Linked DNA regions of Gossypium arboreum: regions 1 and 2 are each linked to region 3. Evidence: chromatin contacts called from public Hi-C data. All regions are on one chromosome and are shown on one strand. The core of a region is the stretch at or near the end of the contact, and the rest is flanking DNA. Distances in the headings are between cores, read along the strand shown. Region 1 holds the start of LOC108467037 (probable inactive ATP-dependent zinc metalloprotease FTSHI 2, chloroplastic). Region 2 holds the start of LOC108466772 (ethylene-responsive transcription factor TINY). Region 3 holds the start of LOC108466530.

What was found. Hi-C and Micro-C count contacts between places; a contact is called where the count stands out from the background.
Region 1: a Hi-C map of leaf shows a contact between it and region 3, with 5 times the contacts expected there. The contact joins the promoter of LOC108467037 here to the promoter of LOC108466530 in region 3. A contact is called at or near these places in 2 of 5 Hi-C or Micro-C datasets (both in leaf).
Region 2: a Hi-C map of leaf shows a contact between it and region 3, with 2.3 times the contacts expected there. The contact joins the promoter of LOC108466772 here to the promoter of LOC108466530 in region 3.

What each region holds. Positions count from the first base shown.
Region 1 is chr2:26,241,935-26,245,470 of ASM2569848v2, forward strand. It overlaps LOC108467037 (probable inactive ATP-dependent zinc metalloprotease FTSHI 2, chloroplastic), which reads right to left and starts at 1,528. Exons shown (of 12, transcript XR_008277508.1): 1 at 1-1,528.
Region 2 is chr2:26,071,554-26,075,179 of ASM2569848v2, forward strand. LOC108466772 (ethylene-responsive transcription factor TINY) reads left to right here and starts at 1,258. Exons shown (of 1, transcript XM_017767139.2): 1 at 1,258-2,329. The coding sequence starts at 1,453. The coding sequence ends at 2,136.
Region 3 is chr2:25,742,025-25,745,238 of ASM2569848v2, forward strand. LOC108466530 reads right to left here and starts at 1,721. Exons shown (of 9, transcript XM_017766893.2): 1 at 1,386-1,721; 2 at 799-875; 3 at 319-547; 4 at 51-205. The coding sequence starts at 1,598.

The DNA.
Region 1 (3,536 bases), core at 278-2,777, 500 kb after region 3:
GTGTGAAAAATTTGACTATTTCCTCAAGCTCAAGCCGGATTTTGCCAAGACCTGCAACGTCTGAGAACTTGACATCCACTCCTCTCTCCAAATACTGTGGCAGTCTCTTATTTTGTGCTCTCCGCACACGTGCTCCTGACTTCATGAATTGCATAGCCATCTTCAAATAAGGATTCTGCTCACCTCCCCCTTGCTCAGCCTCATCATCCTCCCCCTCAATTCCTTCCAGTTCCCTCTCCAACTCCCTCATCTTTTTTCTCTCTTCTGCCTCTGCCTTCTCAATCTTCAACCTATCCTCGTAATCCTTCTTCTGCTTTCTGTAACTAAGCACCACTGTCCTATAAAATATCACAAAGAACACCAATCCAAGCGCAGTTGCAACATTTGAATCCTGAGCTAAACTGGCCCACATATTTGCCATACTTTGATAATTCCTTCTAGCATCACGCAATGACTCCTCATACTTCCTCTTCCTAATCTCTCGCTTCTTTCTCCTCTCATCCTCCTTCTTCTGCGCCTTCATAATCTTTTCAATCATCTCTCTCTCTTCCCTCATTCTCGCCAACTCCTCCTTTTTTTGCCTCTTAAACTCCTCTCTTTGTCTCCTAATTTCCAGCGCCCTTTTGGACTCCTTCTTCGGCTTAAACCACGACAACATAAATGCAGGCACCCTCCATAAAAATCCCAAATAAGGAGAAGGCACCTCAGGCCTCTTAATTGGAGGTGTATATGCATTAACACACAAAGATTCAATCTTTAACTCATCCCATGAATCCCAAAACTTCCTATCACTATCTATTGAAGGCAAAACAGTTCTTAACACCCTAGAATCTTCTAAAACTACTAAAACTGGCTCTGCCCTTTGCTTCAAACTAGCACTAGGCGGCTTAATTAAATGTTTAAGCTTTCCCTCATGTTTCAAACTGAGAATTTCAGTATATGGAATCCGGTTGGTTACAACTGGAAGATTTTTCGACCATTGTTTTATCTGCTCAGGGGTCAAAGCTTCTTGAGTTTTTTTCTGAGTTTTTTTCCTATCAGATACTTTAACTGCAGCAAGAGAACTTTGTTGTGGAAATGAAGTGGAGATTATAGTAAGAGTAATGGGTAAAGCAACAAAATTGAAATGGGTTTTCTTGGTTTTATCATCATCATCGGAACTATTGCTCTTAGAGCTATAAATTTGACAAGAAATTGAAGGGTAAGAGCTGAAGAAAAATGGGTTTTGAGGTTTGGGTTTTAAAGATGGAAGCTTTGGGTACAATGAAGAACCAAAAGAGAAATGATAAGCCATGAAAAAACAATGAAGAAAAAAAAATGTGAAGAGAATTATGAGTGAAAATGAACAGAAAAGAATTTCACTATGTTAAGAGATCGAAAGAGATAGACTTACGTAGTGAAACGAAACTGAGACATTGTAGTTAAGGTTATTGAACATTCGATTTAGTCGAATAGGAAGCCTAAGACACAGCATTTTATTCTTTTCTTCTTTCTCTTCAAACCTCTCCCGGATAAAAAACTGCGTCCCCGACCAACAAGAATATTAAACCTTAGTGTTAAACGACGCCGGTTAACATCTATAACAAACCCGCATTAATATTTTGGGTAAAGTACAAGAATAATCACCTAACTATGCACTTCATTTTATTTTGGTCACCCAACTATTAATTTTTTGATTTAGTCACTCAACGTTTTGAAATTAAATATTTTAGTTACTCTCCTTTTAGTTGTTGTTAGTTGTGGGCTGGAAAGCTAATGTGAGCTCTTTTTTTATTAACCTAATAACAAATTTAGTCCTTTCAATGTTTACAAATTTTATCAATTTGATCCTAAATAAAAAAAATATAACAATTTCTACAAAGAAACAATTGGATTCTTTCTCACTCTCAACAATATACACTTTCTAACCCTCTTTTCAACCACCATACCTGATGCATCACCATCTTCAACTCACCTTCACCATATTAATTTCATCTACTCTCAAACCTAACAAACACTAAAGCTTCTATCATCAAACCATTTTTCCTTCAGCCCAAAACTAGTTAAACAACCACAAACATCACGAACTCACCATCTTACCCGTTTGCACGATGCTATCACCATCACCATTTTCCCCTCAAGTCCTACACACCACTCCCACCAACCATTTACTCGAGACCCGCCATATGCTAAGTCTCAACCACCTCTCTTTTAACCCTAACCCAAAAGCAACCCCAAAATACTTTAAAATCCTAGCATACACAACACCCTTAATACTTGATAGTCATAAAAACAACCAATAAACCAACAACCATTAAGATCTTTACTTTAGAGAGGAAAATTTAGCACCATATGCAAAAGAAGAAACAAACCAAAAGATTTAGGAAAAAAAAAGTGAATTGAAAAAAAAAACAAAAAGAACTCATATTGACTTGGCTTGGCTTAGTTTGGTTTAAGTGGTTCGGGTTCAACTCTTAGTGATCCCAACAGAAAAAAAGTTAATTGTTGACCAAAGGAGTAAAAGGAGGCCGAAACAATAGTGGATAAAGAAGACAATCTAAATAGTGGTGCAACTATTAGAGAAGTAGCAACGATTGGTGGTTGTGGCACAACATTGGACAATCAAAGGTTTTGAAAAAAAAAAGAAAGAAAAGAAGAGAGAAAAAAGTAGAGGAAGTGAAAGAGTAAATAGAGAGGAGTGTCAATGGTGCTAGATGCTGATAAAGGTGAGTTGAATATGGTGATGCATCGTGTATGGTGGTTGATGAGAGGGTTGATAGGTGTCTTGCCGATAGTGAGAGAGGGATCAATTGTTTCTTGATAGAACTTTTTAGATTTAGGATCAAATTGATAAAATGTGTAATCATTAGAGGGCCAAATTTGTTATTAAGGCAATAAAAAGGTCAACATCAGCTTTTTGTCCCATAGCTAATAGCAACTAACGAGAAAGTGACTAAAATATTTAATTTCAGAAAATTGAGTGACTAAATAAAATAATAATAATACTTGGGTGACCAAAAGAGAACTAAGTGCATAGTTAGTGTCTATTATTGTAATTTACCTTAATATTTTTGTTTACGACTATATGTATAGTGAAACTAAGGTATCTATGATATTTGTCCCAATAATGTCATTTCAAAGTTTGAATCTAAATTCTCTTTATGAGATTATAATGAACCTTACTATCAGGGCGGTCTTCCCCTTGGAATTTTTAGATATTTTAACTTTATATATAAACTATCATGTATTTTAGATTTGGTGTCCACATTGTATAACATTCGCCCCCTTAAGTCATAAGGTTATACTTTATATTAACAAAGTATTTTTCAGTTTTTAATTATATAACTTTAATAATAATAAAATATTAATGTATGATGGGTCTTGAAATACTAAACTTAGAGGTCCAATATGGACTTTAAAGCCAAATTCCAAAATTAATTGATTTGGCCTATACCTACATATAATAGGTTAGCAACTTTCTTGTATTTTGATTTGTATATCTTGCTAAGGAATTATCTTCCTCTAGTAAGGTACCGACATTGCCAAAAGAAAAAACA
Region 2 (3,626 bases), core at 8-2,507, 330 kb after region 3:
AATTTAAAAAATAAAGAGGATTATGATATATTTTAATAATAAATTTGTTACCAAAATTTTGAAATGTACTAACAAAACGGTATAATATATATAAAAAATCAATTACACAAGTTGAACCTCATTTTATTACTATTTTGGCCATTAGAATCATAAAGAGTGGGGATCTGGTCTCAAGTTTTACCTTTTAGATCCTTTAATTTAAACCAAGTGGTAAATTAATTCAATTACTTACGAAATTAACATACTTACAACTTGTTGAGCATTAAGCAAAGAAAAGCATGTAAAAATGGCGATATGACGTTGGTTTGAATTGGACAAAAGGAAGACCGAAAGGGTAAAAGGAAGTGAAGGAGGTTTGTGTGAGACGTGGACCTGTAATGATGGGAAAGGCAAACAAAAACATGTGTTTTCCATTCAAACCTTGCAAGGGACACTTGTTTGTATATGTATCGTAATGGCTAATGTGGGTGAGAGCTGACCCATTCTCCATTGGACCCACTTCTTCCCCATCTTCCACTCTCCTTTATTTTACCATTTTCTTCTTGGATTAATACGTAATTTCACTCATCAAATATATATATATATATATATATATATGCTCTAAAGATCGATGTTAAAGAAAATTTCAAAATATTAAATTAATATCAATAGGATATAATTAATCAAATAAGTATCGAAGTCAAACGATGTTTCTTACATATAATATTCACTATCAAAACCAATTATTACCATGAATAGAATAATTAATTCCAACAAACCAAAATATGGTTATTTATATTATTATCTCTATTATTATTTAATTACCAATTTAATTTCAACAATTATAAAAATATTTATTTATAATTAAAATAAATTATATTATTGAAAGTATTTTAAATTTTTATTTTAATAAACTAATAAAAATATACTAATAGCGAGGTTTGAATATAAATCAATTATATTAGTAAAATCTTTAATTTATTATTTAACTAAAGTTTTTTTTATTTTAATGCTGTTGTACATTTGAATTTTATTGTACACACTTTATTATTTTACATTTCAATTATTTAGTTTTAAACATATATTTTATTATTTTTTGTATGTTACTTTCATACAAACATCTATTTTTAAATTTATAATTTCTACGCATATATTTTTTATTTTTACATATATACGCGTGCGATAAAATTTTAATATTTAATCCGCAGGTCAATTTTGTACAAATGTACCAACTATAAATTTATATAGTGCAAAATATGAATTACATATTTACCCTTTACAAATCTTAAAATTTTCTTGCACATTGTTTGCAAGTTCTTTTGTGATAATAAAATTAATTAATGGTAGGTTAAGGGGTCAGTTTTAAGGAGAGAGGTCCCTTCCCTGCCTCGCATTTTCTCTTTCACTCCATATAAATTCTCACTTTTGCATGTGAATCATCAAAATTTTTGGATCACTCTTTTTTTAAAACAAATGGCAGAAACAAACCTTTCTTCATCAGAATTTGAGAGCTGTAGCAGCCATAATCATAGCTCAAACTCCCCAGCTTCTTCTTCTTCTTCTTCTACTTCCAATGGTGAATCCATGGAAGATAACAGCAAAGCCAAAAGATCATCAATCAGCAAACACCCAATCTACAGAGGGGTGAGAATGAGGAGTTGGGGCAAATGGGTGTCCGAAATCCGTGAGCCCCGCAAGAAATCCCGCATTTGGCTCGGCACTTTCGCTACCCCAGAAATGGCAGCGCGCGCTCATGATGTAGCAGCATTAAGCATCAAAGGTGACTCCGCGATTCTCAATTTCCCTCACCTTGCAATTTTGCTTCCTCGACCAGTTTCATTAATGCCTCGCGACGTTCAAGTCGCCGCCGCTAAAGCTGCATCCATGGTCAATTTCAATACTTTACCTTCATCATCATCATATTTGTTTGAGCCCAATGCCTCGGAACAAGCTGAAGAACTGAGCGAAATTGTTCAGTTACCCAATATAGAATGCAGTTTCCAGTCGTTATTTGACTCACAAGGCGATTTTGTACCTGTTGACTCGGTTGATGGGTGGGTTTATCCTCCACAAGATTTATATGGAGGGTTTTGTGATCAGGTATGGAGTTGTGAGAATTTAATTCCTGCCAACTTTGAGCCTTCACTGTGGGAATAATTTGGTGCTTTTTATTTTTAGTTTTTTTTTTCAAATTTTCCTTCCTGTAATTTTATGGGGATTTAAGAATTTGTTTGCCTTTTTTTGCTAACATGTGACTTGCCACTTTTTTTTTGTAATATAATTCTATTTTGATAGAGATGTGTATTGTTCCATTGTGAATTGTAATAGCAAATGACTTGCGTTGTTAAAATTTTTAAACTTGAATAATTCCTTCACCTATTTTTCCTTAAAAATTAGTTTGTTTCTTTTAATTTTCCCCAACGAAGTTATTCTGTTTCCTTTATATTTAAAAGATAAATAAGTTAATCAATATCTTGGAAAATAATGTGTTGCTAAGATTTTAACTGTAATAGCAATAAAGTTCCTCTGTTTATTTGATTGACTTTGTATTATAAATTATTAGGGTATCAATTTAATTAAAAATAATTAAAAATTTCACTGGTAATAAAAATATTTTCAAATTTATTAAACTACACCAAGATAATTTTTAATAAATACATAGAGTTTTGATGAATCTTATTTTATAAAAAAAAAAAAAAAGAGCAGTGGGTTTGATGACAAGTATAGATGGACATGATGTGAAACAAGTGAAGATATGCATGTTGAAATGGGATATTTTTGTAATAAACAGTTTATGGTTGAGCAGGATTTCCATTGTCAAAAAAGCCACCACTTTTCTTTAAAGAAATATGGCCAACGTGAATTGGTTGTTGGAATTCATGTCAACTTTTTCTCTTAACGGTAAAGCATTATCGACCTTAGGGGAAGATGATTAAGAATATTTGCCATGCTACTTAAGGCAATTGGAGATGATCAAATTGCAAATCAATGTCAATCTTATCCATACCTACCTATTAATTAATTAAAAATTACAATTCCTATTTGAATTTAAGACATTTCCGAAATTCTAAAAATAATTTTATCTGTTTGAATAGTCAATTTCCTTTATTAAAATTTTGATTCAATAAGATAAAATTTTAAACTTTAAAATTATTTTATTTAATTCTAATATATAAATTTTAAATTTTATTTTATTAAAATAATTTATAAAATCTTAAAACATAATGATATTTGTACTGAATGTCTTTATATTATTTATTTTAATATAAATATTATTATTTTATAATTAATTTTAAATTTGTTAAATTTCAATAAATTAATTCTTTTAAATCAATTATTTTTCCAAATAAAGTAATTTTGAATTGACCAATTCTAAAATACTAACATTTTAAAAATTTAAAATTTAAATTTTTTTATCCAAACACCCACTCAATGTTTCCACAATTTCTTCCTTATCAGCTTCGTCTTTACCATTAATTTTAAATAATTAGTATTGCATTATTTTAATTTTGTACCAATTTTTATCTATTAATATGATTTTCAAAGTAAACTTTGAAAATTTTAAAGAAAATTAACATATTTCCTTTATACAAGTTTCTAATTTTAAAATACAAATGAAAAATGATCTAAGTTTTAAAAAGTAAATG
Region 3 (3,214 bases), core at 471-2,970:
CACTAAAAGCAATCCATACAAGATTAAAAATTTTAAATAATGGAACATACTTTAACATTCTGTACTTCATATAAACAGCATCGCGCATTGGTTGGACATCCTCATCCTCGATAAATGTTAACTGCTCACGCAACACTAACAGATTTTGCGATATATGGTGAAAAATTACATAAAAAGAAATCATGTAATTAAGAAGTAGAAGAACCTGTAAAACGGAGCAGTAATACGTCTTATTAGTACACTATTTTGAGGATGAAATAAGCCAAAGTTACAGTTAGTTAGCTAGCAGAACATATATTACATAATCAAGAAACTCACTGTGAAATAAGGTACGGAAGCTCGGTAACCAATGAGAGTCAAGTAAAATACACATCCAAGTGCGGCAGTAGTTCGACGCTCTGTTAGCGAAAGGCGTTCGCAGGTGATGCAGTATCCATGAGAGATGAGCAAAAAGGAAACGAATGAAACTGTCTGAAAGAGCACTCCAGTTACATACACCCCGAAAGACATCCACAGTGAACATAGCTGAAGATAAAAGCATGAGTACCTGCAAGAATGGTCCCTTTGAAATCCGAAAAATAACTTTTTTCACAAAATAAATAATGCAGTGGTTTCCTACTTGATAAGAACTACGGCCATGTCGAGCAAATAAATATAATTAACTTACTCTTTTTATGGAAACTTTCCATTGCCTCCACTATATCAGATGTTCATGTCATCTCTTTACATGAATTCTCATTTCTAACTATTTAGACTCAAAGATAAACTAACCAAGTGTTATGCAAAATCAAAACTTACCAAAAAAGGAAGGATAGAGTGAGTTGCAAGGCTTTAATCAAGGGCACAGATGCAAGAGTCCATTGTAAATTATTTATCTGTTCAAGTGTGATAATAAGAAAACAATTCATAAGAAAATCCAACAATTTGTCATTATTTGGTATCAAAATAGAAAATGAAAGACACAAAGGTTCCATTAAATGGCTTAACCTCATAGAAAACAACAACATAACATACTTGGAATTGGAAGGAACCTCCAAAGTTCAAAACCAATTGATTAAACTTTTAACTTTATATTTGGAAATAACTCAAAATTGAAATATTTACTGACTGCTTTCTTCTTTCATGCCGTACTTGTATCTAAATCATAAGAAAGAAAAATGATCGTAATTAAATCAAAAACTAAACCCAGATTTTTTATAGGAAATAAAAATGAAAAAGAAAAAAGAGAAAGAAATAAGGTTCCTGTAAAGGAGTCAACTTGATTGAATCACTTACTAGTTTTCATTATCCATCAAATTCTGAGATAAGAAAATAAAATTCTAACCCCCCCAACCCCCGGCGCCAAAAAAAAAAGTTGAAAAATACGAAAGAAAAAAGAAAAAAACCTGGAAATGGCGGTTTTTGTAAGTGTTGAAAGTCCAAGAACAAGCGGAGAAGAACCAGATGAAAAGGAAAGACAAGTAAAGAGCAGGCAAAGGTCGATAGGAGTCGTCAAGTACGGCATGATTGGACTCACCCATATCTGAGACGTTCATGATTGAAGGAAAAGGGAAAGGTTGGATGGGTATTTGGTAGTTTGGGTTGTGTTTCATTAACATCGATAGTTTTGAGTTTTACAATGTCGTTGCTTTGCTGCCTGCCCGCCTTTGTCCTTTGCCCTCTTTCCAACTTTGGGTTTTATGTCTGCTTCTTATACTAAGCTAGAATTTTGCATTTCTTTTATACATTTCCCTTTTTTCTTAGATATTTTCTAACACTCAATTCTCTTTCCTTTTTTTTTTTTTTTTTGGCTTTTGCCAAATTAATGGATTTCTTATTTACTCTTTTTTTTTTTTTAAAATTAATTAAGGATTTGTCTTCTTAAATATATATACTTAAAGAAACCAGCAATACTGAATGCGATGTTTGGAACAAAAAGACCATCAAAAGTTTTCGAAAGATAAATTAAAGATTCAAATGTTGACACAAACATTACAGATTGAATTTAATAAGAAAAATATTAAAACCTGAAAATAAAATATCATTGGCAATATATAAAAGATTTTTATATTTTTAAAATTGTTAAATGTATTCATATTTTATAGCAGCAATCAGTGTTTGTTAATTAAAAATAGGTAAGCTATTGAAAATAAAGTCGTATGAGTAGATGATAACAACTACGAAGACTTTGTTAATTATGTATATTTTAAAACTCAAAATTCGGGAAAAGGTGGAGAGGGTAGAGTTTTAAGTTTTAAGAATGTAAAGATGATGGGGCATTGTTTTTAGGAAATGAAGTTAGTGGTTACAAATGCATGTTGTTTTCATTCAACAAAACCACCTCTTTACTAGGCTACAATTAGGATGTACCAAATCATCAAAAACATTAATTTTTTAAAAAGATATATAATTTTAAAAATTTCGAAATTTAATTATGTATAAATACTATGGGTGGCTCTCAATTCAAATTAAGTAATTTCAATTTTACTTTGGTTATCATGACAAATTAGGATTATATTATACAAAATAAAATAAAATAAAATTTTAAATTCAAATTCATAATCCCAATCATAAATGAGTTTTAAGCAAAATCCTTGATATATTTCAAAATGACTCCAATTGCATCAAGCGTCTTCTTTGGTACCAACGTGGAAAGCACCATTATGATTCAATTCAACCCCCCTCTTCCCCCTTTACGCTTATAATTTATTTTAATTTATTTCCTTAATGTTTGTCCACCAAATCTTTTTCTCAGGGAATGTTCACCAAACAAGTTGATTTTGTTTAGGCGACTGACTTTGACCTTCTTCAAACTATGTAATAATAATATTGAATGGATTTTTTTAATTATAAATTAAGAAAATTGTTTATATTTGATGTATTATTTTACTGAATAAACAAAGAAGCAGCAGCAGCAGCATTAGAAGATAAAAGAACATGTGACTTGTTGAACTGATATCTTATATTTCAAGTAATCCTAATCCATTTCAGATATAAAAAAGTTGGAAAATCTTGGCATTATAAACATCATATTTTAGGGTAAAATAAAACATGAGGGGAGATTGACTTAAGAAATATTAGTGGAAGGCATGGGCACTGCATATTGGTAGGCAGCCTATTGTTTCAACCACTTTGAGAATTAGATTTGATGATAACCCACCCACCATCCACCTTTAATCAAATCAATATCAACATTTTTATTTTTGCAAGTCCTTACATATGCATTTTGGGCTTA